2 separate regions of the Mus musculus genome follow, and region 2 is linked to region 1. Evidence: chromatin contacts called from public ChIA-PET data. All regions are on one chromosome and are shown on one strand. The core of a region is the stretch at or near the end of the contact, and the rest is flanking DNA. Distances in the headings are between cores, read along the strand shown. Region 1 has its middle 16 kb from the start of Gm46274. Region 2 overlaps Gm12052 (predicted gene 12052).

Region 1 (5,726 bases), core at 462-2,961:
AGGGTCCCCAATGGAGGAGCTAGAGAAAGTACCCAAGGAGCTGAAGGGGTCTGCAACCCTATAGGTGGAACAACTATATGAACTAACCAGTACCCCCCAGAACTCGTGTCTCTAGCTGCATATGCATCAGAAGATGGCCTAGTCAGCCATCACTGGAAAGAGAGGCCCCTTGTTCTTGCAAACTTTATATGCCCCCGTACAGGGGAAACACCAGGGCCAAGAAGTGGGAGTGGGTGGGTAGGGGAGCGGGCGGTGGGGAGGGTATAGGGGACTTTCAGAATAGCATTTGAAATGTAAATGAAGTAAATACCTAATAAAAATTGGAGGAAAAAAAAGAAATAAATGGAAAAAAAGAAAAAAAGAAAATACCTCTTTAACCTCAAGATAAAGTTTTCATTATGAAACCTGGTATGTAAGGACCACACTGTCAGCAGTTTGTTCCTGCAGCTAAGGCAGCTTAAGGCTGTCTGCTCTGAACACCACAGGCATTACAGTCAAACACTTGTCCAACCCTCTAACACATACACACACACACACACACACACACACACACACACACACACACACACACCTCTAAGTCACATATCTATTTTCAATAGACCACTGGGGCCTTTCTTTGATTTAGCTCTGAAACAAGCAAGAAAAGAGAAAAAGAATTAAAAGGCATAAAGCTAGGAAATGGAGCTCAGAAGCGTTATTACTAAGAATTGGGACTTCACTGGCGCTGAATTTCTGCTAAGCTTTGAGGGATTCTAATGGTCATGGGCACCACTTTTTATAAATATTGTGTAAACAAACTGATAGAGATGTGTGAAGAAATAGGTGTCTGTTGACTGTTGAGCCATGTTCCACCTCACTGCTGGGGTGCAGGAACTTCACTGGGCAGATAAAACATGAGGCCCTGTCCAGTGATGGGCTTGCAGGAAGCTCTGATGTACCACTCAGGGTGTGGGAGAATGCAGTCAGGGCTGGGGTCTCAGCCTGAGTGAGAAACACAGGCTGAGGCTGAAGGTGGGGTTTCCAAGCTCCTGAGGATCCAGTCACTGCTGGAAACTACATGGAGTCAGGAACAAAGGGAGCTCATGGGCTGAGGATGAGCCCTGGCTGGGAGGCATGGGAAACTCTGGCTTAGGTCATGGACAATTGTCTGGGACCATGGAGGGACAGCACAGCTCTGTAGACAAAGGCTTTCTCCACACCCCCCACAGTGGTTCTTGATGAAAAGGGCAGTCCAAGCTTATCTATATCATTTATTGACTGTTCATCGTGAAAAATAGGTGCATACTACCTGAAGGTGGACTAGAGATTAAATACCTCTTATGGGAAAGAATGTCTGGGAAAGGAAGCTCATTGACTAAACCCTCAGGGCTTCTAGATACCTCCTTAGTATAGAGAACTCTGTTCTACATGACCATAGGTCACAATCTTATGTAGGGAGTGTGGGCATGTGATAGGGGCCTGGTCTGAAGCAGCTGAAACTCCTACTGCCTTCTCAGAGGTTCTGGCTCTTCCAACCCACTCAACCTTACCAAGTTTCCTGGCAGGGTCCACTGCAACAAAAGTGATGAGGGTATTTTGCAAACATGCTATCTCAGGAAAGGATTTGGAAATAGTTGACCTTGGGGAAACAAAATTGAGTTGGGGAGAATGAAGTTGGCCCATTTGGTCTGGTTTGGAACTGTGTACCAAGGCTTATTTACAACCTCATCATCCTCATGGGCTGGAATACAAACAGGGTCAACAGAGGAGGCAAAAGACAGATATGAACTTGGCAGGACTGGTAAGAGTGAGTGCAATTGCAATAAAGAGGTGCAAAGTTTATTGTTATTGGAGGTTTTCAAACAGAGGCTGAACAGCTGCTAGCTGTTCTGCAGGGTTCCCCAAGGCTAGAAGAATGAACAGCTCATGTCTTGAGTATTTGATCTGTGCATCTACCAACCACTGAGTCACAGAAATACAAGGAGAAACATTCTGTTTCATTTTCGTTTAGCAAGTCACAGGGAAGGTTAGAGAAACAGAGAATTGCCTGTTATCACACAGGTAAGATGTAGGAAAACCCAAGTTCAGGCCCAAGCAGTCTGTTTCTAGAAAGCTGACTCTTAGTTTGTATAACCCTTAGAATATCCTCTGACTCTGGTAGAAGTTAGGACAAAAGGGGTTTATACTATTAGACATTCTGTTGTGGTTTGGTGGCTTTTTTTTCAACATCTAATGGTTAAGTTACTAACAAAAGTTACTGAAAAGCTATCTATTATTTCAAAACAGAGACGTACTGGATGTTCACACATTTAATAAGGTATAAACAAGATGGTAGACAATGGCAGAAATCCCAGTCAGACAGTTCTGGGGCATTGACGATAAGGTGAAGCCTATAAATATCAGATATATGATGTTTTAAAGGGCAAATAGCAACACTTCTGAAGTATCATGGTATTGATGTTGTTCTTGTTTTGTTTTTCCTTCTAAACAGAAAAGCAGTTGATCTTGGGCTATTTTCTTATTATATTGTAGGAAAGCATTAGATTTAGCAGTTTGCATTTATACCACTGAGTGACAAATTATTTCACAGGGTACGCCTAAAATCTGTAGCTGTGTACATATGTATATTGTACATGTATTTCCTTTAAACATAAAAACTAGATAAAATATTATATAGAAGTCATGTGTATGCAAGAGATAAATACAGAGATTGGACATTTGCCTTTGTTATGAGAAAGGAACTCACAGACTGAGAGTTTAACAAATTACAAATGCCATGGAAGAAAGTAATGTGTCTGTGTTTGAAAAGACCATGCTATTTACTTGACAAGCTGTGCCAGGAGGAAGTTACAGCTGTGGCCCTATTTCAGATCATTTAAACAAGCTTTTCTTGATGTCACTGACACTCAGGTCACATCTGCTGAGCATCGCCATCAGTAAATACTAATTACCATATGTGAGAAGCTAGCATGCAAGCAGGGCCTGTGTTAACACTACACAATCCATGAACACTGCTAACTCATTGGAAGAAAAATGAAGAAAACCCCTATATGTTATAACTTAAAATCATAGTATCTATACTGGCTGGTATAAAAAAACATTTCCTCCCCAACTTGCTTCTTAGTCATGATGTTTGTGCAGAAATAGAACCCCTGACTAAGACAGTATCATATACAAAGACCAGAATGTGTTTGTGTGCATATTAGAAAATATGAACTTTATGATCTTTTAAATGTTTCTATGTTTTTCACATCTGAACACATATCAGATCATTTATATTCTATTGTCTTTGCATTCATCAACCTCAGTAAACATATGCCAAAAGGAATTTGAGTTTGTTTTAATCATCCTTATCTCCTATTTTGTTTGGCTGAGACTATGAACATGGTTGCTACTATACAAATAGGATGAAATCATGAATGCAAAGATGCTATATCATCATGGCTTGTCACACCAAAGTCAGATCCAAAGATCTCGTTCTTCTAGCCTGATGTTTGATGAAACATAAAAAGATCTGTAAACCATCCTTAAGTACAGTCAGCCTTCAAGCCCACAGGTTCCATGGTGTCATCAGTCAGAGGTGGGCAAACATGTGCAGGATGATGTGCAGAGGTCATGTGCAGCTTCTGGGACTTCAAAGAAGGTGCGTGAGCATTCTTGGATTTCAGTGCACATCGTGAAGTACTGCCCTAAAACCAGTCTCTCGAGGGTAGCTACTGATGACTATGAAAGAATCACCAATGGGAATCAAAAGAATGTTTCCTATAACTATTTTCAAACTTTTCCTTAGTTTAGCTTTTATGCTACATTGTGAGAATGAATAACCTCTTGTTTGTCATCCATTTGCCAATGTGACCTAAAGAGGTGAGACAATAACTTCAAGGAAAAGGGTCTCTATTTTGGCTCTTGGTCTCAGAAATTTCACTCCATCATGGCAGGGCACTTATGGCAGAAGAGAACAGTTTACATTATGGTGGTCAGGATGCAGAGGGTTGAGTACCTGTTCTATGGATGTCTTAGTTTTCTAAGTTATGAAAAAACACCATGGCCAAGGCAACTGATAAGAAAAGGTATTTAATTTGGGGTTTGTAGTTTCAGAAGATTAGATTCCATGATGGCAGAGGAAGGGCATGGCAGTGGAAACAGCTGATAGCTCACATCTTGATCCACAAGATGGAGACAGAGAGAGAGAGAGAGAGAGAGAGAGAGAGAGAGAGAGAGAGAGAGATTGATTGGAAATGGCTTATGTCTTTTGAAATCTCAAAGCCTGCCACAGTGACATACCTCCTCCAACAAGATCACAACTTGTAATTCTCCCCAAACAGTTCAACCAACTGGGTACCACCAATTATTCCAACATATGAGCTAATTGAGAGTTTAATTCTCATTTAAACTAACACATTGGCCTTTCTTCTCATCTCCCTTTGATTCCATCCTGGGCACTCATGTTATGGGATGATGCACCCATGTTCAGAAAGGGTCTTATGTGTCTTAGCTAGTCCTGGCTGGAAATGCCCACACAGGTATAATTATAAGTATGCTTTAATCTCCAAGGCGCTTTTCAACCCAATCACATTGATAATAAGGCTAATCAACCATCTTAGTCATGTTTGTTCTGGTTAAAGCCCCCATGGCTATTACTGTAATTGCTCTAATAATGTAAGAAATTCTAGATGCAAACCACTTGCATTGTGTATCTGTCGGGGGAGGGCGGGTTCTCTGTTGTATCATGGCTGACATCTCTATCCAGGAAAGACACTAGCAAGAGGAAAGCATAATAGGATTGCTTGATTATAATTTTACAGAAGACATGAATGTTCTGACTGGAGAGTTAAAGGTGCAGGGAAGTGTCTTCATATTTATGTTTACATTTAGTGAATTATAAACAACTGTGGTGAGCTTTTGGGGGCCACTTGGCAGGAATCTGGACAAAGACAAGAAAATGGGCTTCAGGCAGGAACCTGGCATTAGGCCATGACAAGGAAGTAAACTCAGGCAGGAATCTTGATTTTAGGCTAGAACAAAGAAGTAGACTTCAGGCAAGGATGTGATTTTGGTCTTGGACAAGGAAGTAGGCTCAGATACCTTGGTCATCCTGACAAGCCCTTAGAAATGGTGATCTCAGGACTGATCATGGGACTTTGCCTATTGCCTTGTTTGTCCCTTGACTATTTGTGTTTATGGTACTGTTTGCCCTTATTGCTTGCATGTAACTAAAACGGTATAAAAGTGGATTGGGGAAAAATAAACATGCCTTCAGTCTCAGAATTGACTGAGGTCATGCCGCAGTAATGTCTAATTCTCTCTCTCTTTTCAATCCTTGCTCCTGTACTGGAGAACCTGTTGACTGAGCATTCTTGGTCAGGTGGAACCCAACATGGGACCTGAGCCCTCGACTCTAAGATTAAGAGTCTCATGCTCTACCGACTGAACTAGCTGGGTGTCCTCCTGGCCAATAATTTGAGTCCTCCTGGCTCATAAAGAGCATCAATCCTTAGTTCTAAACACTTATCTAAATCCTCTTGAATATTCAGAACATTAGTAACATTTTTTTGCTAAATGATTAACAAAAGTTGCTGTCTTAACTTCTTGAGTCAAAGTAATTGCAGAAGCAGTGGTGCTAGCTCTTAATGTAATTAAAGCTGCTATACCAGCAATGATCAAGCCCACTACCCTCTTGCTTCTGCTTAAAGCCTGACTCACTTCTTCTAGTACCTGCAAGCTTTTTTTTTTTTTTTCAGAATACC
Region 2 (5,585 bases), core at 2,500-4,999, 120 kb before region 1:
TTAAAATCTAAGCCCATGGTTTCAACCCCACCTTAAACCAACTAGTTCCCCAGTAAAAGTCGCACTCTCAGCCTTTATATTTACAATAAGCTCTAAATTCTTCATAGTCCTTTACTGCCAAGCCTGTGAAACCTAAACCCCACCTACTTCTCTACTGTCAAGCTATTGGCTGTTGGCATCTTTATTCACCAATCAGAATTAACTTGGGGTCATTAGGGCTATATGTAGATTCTAGGTGGGGGTGGTGGGGGTGGTGGTGGTCTGCACTTAACATTACAATACAAGCAACTTCAGGCTGGGTAGGCTAGAGACAGAAGAATGCAGGGTGGTGTCTCAACTGCTCCAGTTGGATACACCCAGGTATTTTAGATTGGGGTGAGGTCCCAGGCCTGCCTTGAAGAAGGCTCAAGAACCAGGCTAGATATAGTATTGCACGAACTACAGCATTAAGAGGCATGTACTGGCTTCCAGCTGGGGCTCTTGCCAAGGTAGGACGTGAACAATGTACAGTTCTGTTCCTTTGTCTCTCTGGATCATAAAGGACAGCATAGAGCCAAGTCTGGTGGCCCAGGCCTGTGATCCCTGACACAGGAAGATGGTCAACTCAAGCACAGCCTGAGCCTCAAAACAAAAAGTAAGAAATGTGGGAGGGTCTGGTCTGATTCCCAGTATCACAAAAAGATAAAATAGAGGCAGAGGCAGGTGGATTTCTGAGTTCAAGGACAGCCTGGTCTACAAAGTGAGTTGCAGGACAGCCAGGGCTATACAGAGAAACCCTGTCTCGAGAAACAAACAAACAAACAAACAAACAAACGAAAAAAAGAAAAGATAAAACAGAATGAATGAATGAAATAACAAAGTGAAGATAGCATTACACCAGTGGGTTGCTGGTGGGGGAAATCACTGCTACATTGATCTAAAAAAGAGTTGGGCTATTGCCCTGAAACCCATCTTGTTTGGCTTCCTGTCCTACTTAATGCTTTGGAATATTTTTTTTGAAGAGCCTCTCTTAAAGTATGATTTAAGGCTTACCACGGGATGAGTTGACTTTTTAAAATTGAAGTATAATTTTTGGACAGTAAGATGTATTTGCTCTAAGTGTCCTGTGTAATCACCACACAATCTGGTTTTAAAAGTCATCACCTCAGACTGACCCTCTGTCCCTTGTGGCTGGTCCCCAATCCTAGGCTCATCTCTGGTCTCAGGCAATGGGCCATCTTTCTGTCTCTGTGGATTTGCCTATTCTGTAACACCATTTTCATACAGAGCTGGCTGGCCTTGAAATCACAATGCCCCTGCCTCTGCTTCCTGATACCGGGTGTGTGCCACCAAGCCTGGCTAGGTTTGCATCTTAACAGGTTATGATAAGTGGAATCAAGTGACACTCAGTCCTCTGTGTACAGCGTCTTTCAGCCAGTGTGGTCTATGCATTCTGTATGAGATCTGTTCCTTTTGGTTTGTGGATAATAATCTACTCACATACATTGCATTTCCATGCACTGTTGACCATGGGTTCTGGGCTGTAGCTATTATGTACAAAGCATGTATATTCGTGTAGGTGGTTTTACATACATGTATTTAGTTATCTCAGTTGAATCCTTGTTGTGGACTGGATCTAATGCTATTTGTGTTAATTCAGTTTCCCAAATCACATGGGAACCTGTACGTCTGTCTGTAAGACTCTGAGGGTCCTTGCCCACAGTTGGCTGTAATTGGTAAATAAAGTTGCCAGTGGCCAGTGGCTGGACAGGGAGACAGAGGGGGGAACCTTAGATTTTCCCGGCAAGGGAACCATGGGGAAGCAGGAAAGTCATGCCTAAGAGCTGCAGGAGACGAAGTGTACAGCCATGTAAGCATCTGGGTAGTGACCCAGCTCCTGGCTGCTTAGGGCATATTAAAAATGAGGCTGTGTGTGTGTGTGTGTGTGTGTGTCTTTCATTCGTGAATCTAAAACATTTGGGCAGTGTCTTAGTCAGGGTTTCTATTCCTGCACAAACATCATGACCAAGAAGCAAATTGGGGAGGAAAGGGTTTATTCAGCTTACACTTCCATACTGCTGTTCATCACCAAGGAAGTCAGGACTGGAACTCAAGCAGGTCAGAAAGCAGGAGATGATGCAGAGGCCATGGAGGGATGTTACTTACTGGCTTGCTTCCCCTGGCTTGCTCAGCCTGCTCTCTTATAGAACCAAGACTACCAGCCCAGAGATGGTCCCACCCACAAGGGGCCTTTCCCCCTTGATCACTAATTGAGAAAATGCCTTACAGTTGGATCTCATGGAGGCATTTCCTCAACTGAAGCTCCTTTCTCGGTGATAACTCCAGGTGTGTCAAGTTGACACAAAACTAGCCAGTACAGGCAGGTATCGAGGAGTGCGCTGTGCGAGCACCCGCAGTGGAGTTTAGATCGAATGAACCTTCTAATGGCTTCAATCCCTGGCAGCTACTCCTGGGAACACAGTGCCGAGTGATCCGGTTATGTATGCTCAGTTTTAAAAGAAATTGCCAAGCTACTTTCCAGGTTGGGTATGCCATAGAGTCCCTCCAACAGTGTGTGCGGACTGGGCTTCTCCAAGTCATCAAAAAAGCAAAATAAACAAACAACAACAAACAAACAAGAAACTGCTTGCCCCTGTCACTTTGACTGTAGCTGCCCAGCAGGTGTGAAATCTGTTCTTCGTTGCTGTTGTTTGTTTGTTTGTTGCATGTCTACGGGCTAGTCTTTTTGATGTGTTCCTTGTCTTCTCTGCTACCCTATCTAAGAATTTGCCAGCAATATTTTAAAGCTCAGGAGATGGCAGATAAAACTCCCTGGGGATGGAAATGGGGTTTGTCTTGTTCATTAGCCACTTAATTCTAAGAACTCACTACTGAGTGGGAAGCAACACATTACCTCAGTGCTGCTGCTTTTTTAAAAAAGCTACAAACTCAATACCTCAAAACAGCACACATTTATTCTTTTAAAGTTCTTGACACCAGAGTTTGGAATTTCATTGGGTCCAAATCAGTCAGGGGAGACTCTGGGCACTGTAGAGGGAATCTGTTCTCTCCTGACTCTCTCCTTCTCTCCTCAGGTCCTCCTGCAAGATGGCTTGCCTTCTGTTCTGTAGTGAAATAAATATTCCTTTACCTCACTTCCCCTTTGGTGATATACCTGATTACATGTAGAATCTACCTAAATAATCGAGGGTAACACACTCTAGGTTTCTTTTGCCATTTAAAGAAACTTCCTGGGATTAGGCCGTGAATATCTCTGGGGTATTTCAGCTGACTACCCCAGAGATAGGTCAGCAATCTGTCTGCATGAGGAGGCCTCTGAGGTTTAGGTTTGGAGTTGGTTGGTTCGGACAACGGTTCCTGTTGAGGGGTCTTCTGGAGGCTCAGGTAGGTCCTAGAGGCATGCTGATTTGGGCTCCATAGCCCTTACGGCTCCTCTCACTCTTTTTCCTAGAAACAAGAGGAGCGGACAGCACTTGGGCAGCCACCGGGTGGTGGAGGGGCCTCTGATGGTGCCCAACATCCTGGCCCTAGTCTTCTACCACCCACGCTTACTACACAGCAACCCCTTTCCCATCCCCATCTCCTTACCCTTACCCTTACACTTGCCGCCCCTTGGGAGTCGGCCACGCTGCAATCTCTCAGGTGGCCAGCAGGGGTCAGCATCCCCGCGCAGAGGGTCTCGAGGCTGCGATGGGTGGAGCAGGGCTCGGTGGTGTCCTCCTGCCACCTCTGGTACAGGTCCTGAGTACAGCCAATGTGTCTCCACTGCTTACCCGCTCTCTTCTCTTCGCTTTCCACCTACGAGAAGGCGGCTCCCTCGGGGTCAGCTTGGAGGAAGCTAGCCTCCACAGAAGAGCCGGGAAGGAGGACCAGAGGCACCGGAAGCCCAGAGGCCTTCCTGAGAGCAGGAAGCTGTTAGATTTAGAATGAATTTTCTCCCAAGTGTCTCAGATTGTTGGCCAAAGTTACTCTGATTCTAACGTCCCGTGGTTCCTCGTCCAGCTGGTGGGTTTGGGTGGAGCCTGGTGGAATGCTTGGGCCAGTGCCTCGGGTCTGCAGTAAGAGAGCCTGGCAAAGCCAGGCATTAAAACCTCAGCCCAATTACGTTCTTTTCCACTTGTGTCCTTCCTAATTAAAGGAGGCCCTCTTGATGCCAGCATGGAATGCTGCAGACAAGGAGAAACTAAATTCTGGTCTCGAACTCAACAGCCTGTCTTTAAAGCAGATTCATTATTCACGATGAATAAAAAGTAGCTATAAACACTTGTGTATGGTGGTATGGATATACATTTCCGTAGTTGGGAATGTCATGTGTTTTTCTTGCTTGTAGAATTTCTGATTGAAAATCTTTAAGATAGTTGGAAAACAACACAGGTATCGTGGACTGAGTGGTTGTTTTGTATCAGGCAGAATATGTGTCTGAAAGGGGCGGGAGGGTCTTCCGGTCCACCCTGACTTTGGGAAGCTGCAGCATACTAGCTCTGTAGGGCATTCGGTGCTGCAGCAAAGACAGCCCTGAGAGAGACCCTTGGTGGATGGCCCTTTACTGTATGCCTGAAATCTGCATCAGCTTGGTCTAGGAGGCTTGTCTCTTTGGAATTTCTTTGTGGTGACATGGTCAAATCAAAGACATGCAGAGCCAGGCCCCGTCTTAGCTGTCCTGGGTTGCATCTAACTGAGTCCCCCATTTCCCTGACCATGTTTCCTGACTACCTCAGTCTATGGAATGTTGACTTTGTTCTTCAGCTCATTTTCTTCACCTTTACAAGAGATGTTTGTAACAGAGTAAAGCGGGGCTAACTAACACTTTCTAGTACCTCAAACAATTGCCACACTGCCAGATATACTTGTTTCACAGGATCATCTGCAATGCTAAATTTCCTTTTTATGTCATCCGTGGAAGCTCCTAACCAAAGGGGGATGGAGAATACTCACGAGTCTGAGTGATGTTGCATGTCATTGTGTGGTCTCACTATAAGCACTTCTGAGGGCTAAGCTTTCTCAGGTCCTGATGAAATAGCTCTCTAAGACAAACAAAGCAACAAAACAACTCATAGAGCCAAAATACTAACAATCAGCAACAACAGGCTCGATATTGTTAAGGTAAGTTACTGAATGCTGACATTCACAACAGAACATAGACAAGTATCTGTAATTAACCAGGTCAAAAAAAAAAAAAAAAAAAAAAAACCTGTTTACTTTCGCCTCAGGAAAGACTTTATTTATTTATTTATTTGTTTGTTTATTTGTTTATTTATTTATGTGCACCAGGCTAGGAATAGCATTTACTGCCCTGGAATGTTCTCATTCAATTCTCATGACACACGCGTGTAGAAATGATTGGTGTATACATATTATACGTGATGAGCAGATGAGCTTCTTCCCCCCCCCCCCCCCCCCCCCGAGACAGGGTTTCTCTGTGTAGCCCTAGCTGTCCTGGAACTCACTTTGTAGACCAGGCTGGCCTCGAACTCAGAAACCTGCCTGCCTCTGCCTCCCGAGTGCTGGGATTAAAGGCATGGCCACCACTGCCTGGTTCAGATGAGCTTTTGTTTTCTTTGCTTGCTATAATTGAGATGAGCTAT

Evidence for each region. ChIA-PET counts read pairs in DNA pulled down with a chosen protein or histone mark.
Region 2: an H3K27ac ChIA-PET map of liver shows a contact between it and region 1, with 5 times the contacts expected there. The contact joins two enhancer-like sites. A contact is called at or near these places in 3 of 39 promoter capture datasets (the 3T3-L1 cell line, embryonic stem cells and hippocampal neurons), 1 of 15 datasets of contacts at CTCF or cohesin (embryonic stem cells), 15 of 484 Hi-C or Micro-C datasets (B cells, CD8 T cells, the G1E-ER4 cell line and 11 more) and 8 of 115 datasets of contacts at active chromatin or transcription factors (embryonic stem cells, epiblast stem cells, liver and 1 more).

The regions. Positions count from the first base shown.
Region 1 is chr11:22,491,061-22,496,786 of GRCm38.p6, reverse strand. No RefSeq gene overlaps it. Among named protein-coding and RNA genes, the nearest start is that of Gm46274, 16 kb to the left of the region's middle. Within about 2 kb of position 1,711, at least 6 of the 459 cell types and tissues checked have an H3K27ac peak or open chromatin away from gene starts, as enhancers often do. A contact at or near this core is called in liver and trophoblast stem cells, where this site is marked.
Region 2 is chr11:22,615,840-22,621,424 of GRCm38.p6, reverse strand. Gm12052 (predicted gene 12052) reads right to left here. Exons shown (of 5, transcript NR_166746.1): 3 at 4,936-5,024; 4 at 3,595-4,068; 5 at 2,933-3,104. Among named protein-coding and RNA genes, the nearest start is that of Gm12052, 6.9 kb to the right of the region's middle. Within about 2 kb of position 3,749, at least 136 of the 459 cell types and tissues checked have an H3K27ac peak or open chromatin away from gene starts, as enhancers often do. A contact at or near this core is called in liver and trophoblast stem cells, where this site is marked.